Linked DNA regions of Mus musculus: region 1 is linked to region 2. The links are chromatin contacts, called in public HiChIP or PLAC-seq maps. All regions are on one chromosome and are shown on one strand. The core of a region is the stretch at or near the end of the contact, and the rest is flanking DNA. Distances in the headings are between cores, read along the strand shown.

Region 1 (3,180 bases), core at 369-2,868, 43 kb before region 2:
AAAGGGTACAGAGATGGAATATGGTGAGAGATTGCTATAGACATCAGTCACTGAAGTCTGAGAAGCGCATTGAAAAGGGGAAATGGAGAGATCTCAGAGAAAAGGTGGACCGAACCCTGCCAGGAAAAACCAGGGTGGGGCGCAAAGATTTATGAGACGAAGAAACTGAATTAAGAGTCAGAGAAACCAGGAGATGTGTATGAGAGATCAAACGATGGTGTGTTGACACGCTCACATGCTAAATGATGATGGAAGACCAACAATGGCTTCCCTTTTTTTCTAATTGGGGGGGGGGGTCGGGAAGGGGCAAGATGTATTGCTCAGGATGCCCTCAAACTAATGGCAATCCTCCTGCCTCAGCTTCCCAAGTGCTGAATAGGTCATCTGGCTAAAGGTGATGTTTTTTATTAAGGAAATAAAAATGATTAGGAAAAGGTGAGGGGTAATAATGACAGATCACACACACACACACACACACACACACACACACACACACACACACACCCCAAAGACAATCTTTTCCCAAAGCCCAGCCTTCTTCTTCATCCACCGTTCGGGCCTCAGACTGACAGGCCAGCCCGTCTCTTTCTGAATCTTAGGGTTCTCAAAAAATTATCTAAAGATTCTGAACCTAGGGGTGAGGCGCTGAGGACAAGGAACCCCGTATCTGGGCCCGTGTGTGCAAAGGACAATTGAATTCAGAAAGACTGGGGGGAAGACAGAGAAGAGCTACGAGAGGGAAAATGTACAAGGACAATCGGAAAGAGTTGAAAATTAGCTAAGTTTATAGGGCCAGGTGATAATCAGGTAAGAAAACAGTGTTATCTGGAGCAAAGTAAATTGAGACATAAGAGATGTAGATGGTTGTAAGGGAGGGGTCTCGGTCTATATGAATGAAGAGGTGAAGAGAAACACAAGAACCAGGCAATTAAGTGAGGTGAGACAGGTAAGAGGAGAGAAGAATAAAGAGGCAGACGAGAACATCAGAGGGCCCCTCACATCCCCCGAAACAGACTGGAAGGAACCCGACAAGGACCACAAATGTCAAGTCCAGCCGAGAGGCCCAGGCTGTCCTTTGTACTCTCACTTTCCTCCTCAAGGCCACCTAGAGAAGGCGGACAGGAGCGAGAAATGGAAGTGGCTCTGCAGCCTTCTTCCTCTCCTTTCAGCTTTTGGTTTCTCAAATACCTGCCCAGCCTCTACATCTACAGCCCCACTCCCTGCACCCCCACTTTAGCAAAATCCCAGGGCTAAAAGGAGGAGGTCAGCAGGAGTCTGGCCAGTCCGCCCCCAGGAGCCAGACTCCAGCTTGCAGGCAGTAGGCTGGCATTTGGAGCGGTGTCTCCCCGCAGGAACCCCACCCCTTCCCACCTCCTCGCCCCACTCCGCTCGCTCCCGAACCGTCAGTCTCTCCATTCCCCCGCCCGGTCTCGTCCTTCCTCCTGTCCCGCTCGCTCTCCCGCCCTTCGCTTTCATCCTCCTATCCCCACCTCTCCAACCTCCTCTTTCATCCCCCTCCCCTCTCCTCTCCTCCCCGCTCTCGCCTGCCCCACCCCTGGGAAGCCCCTCCCGTCGGGCAGCGCCGCCTTAAAAGCGGGTTCCCTTCCCGGGGGCGGCAGCGGCTGGTCGGCGGCAGCTCTGCTGGTGCGGGGGCGGCGAGCAAGACCGAGCGACCGCGACCGGAGCGCGCCGGCCACCGCCCGCATCGTCCTCCCGCCTGCCCGCCCGCCCGCCCTCCGGACGGCCGCAGCCCTGCGGGTCTCTGCTCGGGACCCACCCCCGCCCCACCCCGCGCGCCTCTGCCGCCTCTTGCAGCGAGCCAGCTTGCCGAGCGGCCGTCGCTGCCGCTGCCGCCGCCGCCACCGCGCCAAGTTCCGGCCGCGGCCACCCTCCGCCGTCCAGGGCTCCTCCGCCTCGGCCCCGGGACCCCGGCTCCCTGCCAGCCCCGGCCCCGGCACCATGTCGGAGAAGAGCGTGGAGGCAGCGGCCGAGCTGAGTGCCAAGGTACGGGCAGGGGCGGCGGCGGCGCGGCACCCGGGCGGCCCCGGGATCGGCGCGGTCCTTCGCGCCCGGTCGCCCCCGACGGCCCCGAGCGGCCCTGGCGCCCGGTCCCCGCGGACCCCGCTGCGCCCTCCCCCCGCTCGGAGCCCGGCGCTGCCTATCCCGCTCGGCACCACCGGCGCCCTCTAGCGGCCCAGCGCGCCGTGGCTCGGGCCTCACCGCCCGGCCTGCGCCCGGCCCCGCCATCCCCACCCCTCTCGTGCCCTGCCTGCCGCGCCCGCCTCTGCCCGGTCCGCCTTCTCGTCGGAGAGCGGCGCCTCTAGCTTCCCGGGCCCCATGTCCGAGCCGAGCCCCCAGGTCTCTTGCCACTATGACCTCACCTTTCCTCTGCTAAGCGGTTTGGGATCCTCAAGTGTAAACAGGACTCTCCCGGGAGGCTACTCCTCGGCTCCTCCCCTTGCCGCCCGACCGTCTGTCCTCGTCCCTGAAGGGCTGCTCCTCTCCACCCCCCCTTTTTAATTTTTAAAAAAATTTTTTGCCCATCTTCATTTGTTCTTCCTCTACTACCGATTTCCATTTTTTTTCCATTATCGCCTCCCCTCATGTTGAATTTCTAAAAATCAGAAAGACGGAGAAACGAGCCTTCGAAAAAGCTGGAGCTCAGCATCGCCTGACCATACGTCAAGCTATCTTTGCTCTCAGCAGCTGCCTTTCCCGGCCTCATCCCTTTGCCCTTGTCTCTCTTTCAGCCTTCCTCTAATTTCCCCAGGGAAACTGCGGAGTGCCGCTTAGGGAAATTAATGCGGCCAGGCTTGGGGGCTGGGAGCCCAGTCTTTTTTTTTTGGGGGGGGGGGCGCAGTATAGTTCTCGAGGTCCAAGTGGAAGGAGGGAGCTGATAGGATGAAAGGCAGTGGGAAGAGGGGACATGTGAGATCTGATAAGGTGTGCCTGTGTGGCCCTCCGGTGGGTTGTGCGGTGGCATGTGACTTCACCGAGTAGGCGTCTTTGTATGTCTGAGATCCAGCGAGTGTGTGGGACCGCCCGTGTCAGTTACATGTGTGCATGCGGAGACTGACTGAGATGTCCTGGAGGCATGTTGTTGCTTTGTGAGTGGCTACAGTGTGCTCCTGTGAGACTGTGCCAGAATGCCCAAACATTGGGCCATGTGTCTACAGAGTG
Region 2 (3,005 bases), core at 174-2,673:
ACTTTATTTATTATTGGGCTGGAGGGGCAGCTGAGTGGATAAGAGCACGTTCTCCTGCAGGGGACCTGGGTTTGGTTCCCAGCACTCATTGAGAGAGGCTCCCAACCATCTGTAAGACCTGTGCTAGGGGAAATGATACCTCCTTTGGTTAACATGGGAACCGGGCACATATACATACGTGTTGTCAAAACACTCATACATGCAAAAGAAATCTTTTAAAAACGTATTATTTATGCTAGGTGGTGGTGGTGCACGCCTTTAATCAGAGCAGTCAGGCAGAGGCAGGTAAACTTTTGAGTTGGAGGCCAGCCTGGTCTACAGAGTGAGTTCCAGGACAGCCAGGGCTGCACAGAGAAACCCTGTCTGGAAAAACTGAAAAAAGAAAAAAAAAAAGAAAAAAAAAAGACTTATTATTATCCCTCCAGTGAGTGAGTGTGTTCAGAGGACAGCTTTTGAACTCAGCTCTCTGCTTCTGCCTTTGTGCAGGTTACACTGAAGTCGCACCCCACCCCACCCCACCCCATCATACTCACTTTTGGTGGTGGTGGGATAGAGGCTGAACCCAAGACCTCATGTCTACTAGTCAAGTTCTCTACCACTGAGCTACATTCTTCAGCCAGGCTTTTAAGACTTAGTCCAACACTGCTCTCCTCCAGCAATTTGTCTCAGATTTGCCCATTCTCTTAGATACCCTATACTCTTTTGAATCGAGTTTTCAGATTACAGGGCATCATAGACAATCGCATCATGATTTTCTTCATCAGGAAGGCAAGCAGGAGGGCTTATTTTAGGAGAGAGGCGATACGCATTACTTTGAACAGGTTACTCTGGTGTGGTGGAGGTTGTTGAAACACAGCTAACTATTCCTTGGGCTACAGGAAACACAAGCCTAGAGGCGAGCAGAAGGCTGGGCTGGGAATCTCATCTGCAGTGAATGATGGAGCTATTTAGGGGAAGTCAGAATGGATGTAGAAACAGGGAAGCAGAGCAGAAGATAGTTAGGGCAACACCAGACAATAGTCTGAGGTCAAGACCAGCAAAGGGAACTAAGGTGTGAAGGGGAGAAAGAAAGGGTGAAAGGGGGTGAGACCGGTCAGCAGGTAAGGGCACGTCCCACCAAGTCTGGTGGCCTGGATTCGATCCATTTGATCCCTGAGCCCCACACAGTGGAAGGAGAGAAACACACACACACACACACACACACACACACACACACACAGAGGCGGGGTGGGCAGGGAGAGGATGGAGGGAGGGGGAGGGGAAAGGGTGGAGGGAGAAGGAGAGGGAGAGAATCTGAGTAAGCTACTCCTCCAAGTCTGGTCAGTTGTGAGAAGAACGGAGAAATGGATTATGGAGCTGCCACTGCACACAGGGAGCTGAAAGAGGAATTTCCTCTTGTAATCAGTTTGACAGGAACTGAAACCACCTCAGAGATCGGTCCCAGGGAATGGGGAGACTTTTTAGCCTCTGGGCATGACTGTGAGGGCTTCTCTTGATCAGGTTCTGGTGGAGGAACCAGCCCACTGTGGGAACAGGAAAAAAAAAATCCAAACACCAAAAATCAGAAAACAAAAACAAAAAACAAGACCCCAGCTGAGTGCAAGAATCAGTTCACCATACTCTGCCTCCTGCTGGTGCATAGGATAAGATCAGCTGCTTTAACTCCTGTTGTCTTGGGTTGAGCCATGATGGACTGGACCCTGGAACCTCGAAATTCCCTCTCTTAGGTTGCCTTTGTCAGGGTGTTTTATCATAGCAATAGGAAAAGAACATAAGACAGAGACCAGACCAGGAGGTATGGAGACGGTGTAGTTCCGACATACAGCCTCCTTAATAAGTGTGAGCCCTTGGGATCAGTCTCTAGCATGAATGAGGAGGATGGGAGGAGAAAGGAGGGAAGGAAAAAACAGAGCCCGAATTCATGCTGAAGGAGCTTTCCAGAGACAGCATTGCAGAGTGTACATACGGGACTCAAACTTTAAGCTCCACCTCTTACAGATGTCAAAAGTGTATAGGTAGAAAAGGGATGTGGCAGGGGCGGGGGGAGGGAGCCCTGAGTTTAAGGCCAGCCTGGTCTACAAAGCCAGTTCCATGACAGCCAGCACAACATAGAGAAACCCTGTCTGGAAAAACAAAACAAACAAGCAAACAACAACAACACAAAAATAGAAAACAAAACAAAAAAAGTCATTATGGGGTAGAGGTTGTCAGGGGACAATTTGTGGGAGTTTGTTTCTACAAAGGTCCTGGGAATTGAGCTAAGGTCACCAGGTTGAAAGTGTTTACTCACTGAGGTGTCAGGTAAGTTTTGTAGCCCAAACTGGCCTTGAACTCTCAAATCTTCTTTCTTCAACCTCCTGAGGCCTGACTGAGATTAGAGGTATACACCACCACACAAGATTGAAGTATTATTTACTTTACCATCCTCTGGGGAAGGCATTTAGTTCTGAATGGTCATTAATAGTTCTAATTCATGGGACAAATTACTAAGATGTATGAATTCGAGCCATTGTCTCAACCCTGAGTGATAGCGTCCATATCTGCCAAACAGTCTGTATTCTCAGGAATTATTGTGAAGATCATGGTAGATGGTATGTACAGTGTTCAGTTTGTAAGAGTGGTTGCTCCCCAAATCAGCAGAGTATCTTATGGTATTTTTGAGCTAGTGGGATACTGTTCCCACCATGTAAATAGACATTGGTGGGCCTTCTCATCAGTTCAGAGTCCTTCATGAGGGTGAATTAAAGACTGCCAACTCAGACCAGCAGAGTTGTGGGCACTCTTTTCAGCAGAGGTGCCAGGGCACCTCAACTTCTTTTGTATGGCTTCGATTTGCAGGAGGTTCGCCTTCGCAGTTTGATCGTTTTGATTCCAAAAAAGGGGCATGGGAGAAAGGATCGTTTCCTCTCATCATCAATAAACTTAAGATGGAAGACTCTCAGACTTATATCTGTGAGCTGGAGAACAGGAAAGAGGAGGTGGAGTTGTGGGTGTTCAAAGGTGAG

The links. HiChIP or PLAC-seq counts read pairs in DNA pulled down with a chosen protein or histone mark.
Region 1: an H3K4me3 HiChIP or PLAC-seq map of bone marrow-derived macrophages shows a contact between it and region 2, with 3 times the contacts expected there. The contact joins the promoter of Ptms here to the enhancer-like site in region 2. A contact is called at or near these places in 13 of 39 promoter capture datasets (the 3T3-L1 cell line, 3T3-L1-derived adipocytes, the C10 cell line and 9 more), 5 of 15 datasets of contacts at CTCF or cohesin (CD8 T cells, the NIH/3T3 cell line, hippocampal excitatory neurons and 2 more), 114 of 484 Hi-C or Micro-C datasets (the AML12 cell line, B cells, B-cell progenitors and 67 more), 41 of 115 datasets of contacts at active chromatin or transcription factors (the 230-238 cell line, CD4 single positive thymocytes, the HPC-7 cell line and 28 more) and 4 of 9 other capture datasets (adipose tissue, bone marrow-derived macrophages, liver and 1 more).

What each region holds. Positions count from the first base shown.
Region 1 is chr6:124,916,384-124,919,563 of GRCm38.p6, reverse strand. Ptms (parathymosin) reads left to right here and starts at 1,618. Exons shown (of 5, transcript NM_026988.2): 1 at 1,618-2,004. The coding sequence starts at 1,960. A230083G16Rik (RIKEN cDNA A230083G16 gene) reads right to left here and starts at 2,701. Exons shown (of 2, transcript NR_152158.1): 1 at 2,382-2,701.
Region 2 is chr6:124,872,964-124,875,968 of GRCm38.p6, reverse strand. It overlaps Cd4 (CD4 antigen), which reads left to right. Exons shown (of 10, transcript NM_013488.3): 4 at 2,839-3,000. Among named protein-coding and RNA genes, the nearest start is that of Gpr162, 10 kb to the right of the region's middle. Within about 2 kb of position 1,423, at least 8 of the 459 cell types and tissues checked have an H3K27ac peak or open chromatin away from gene starts, as enhancers often do. A contact at or near this core is called in bone marrow-derived macrophages and microglia, where this site is marked.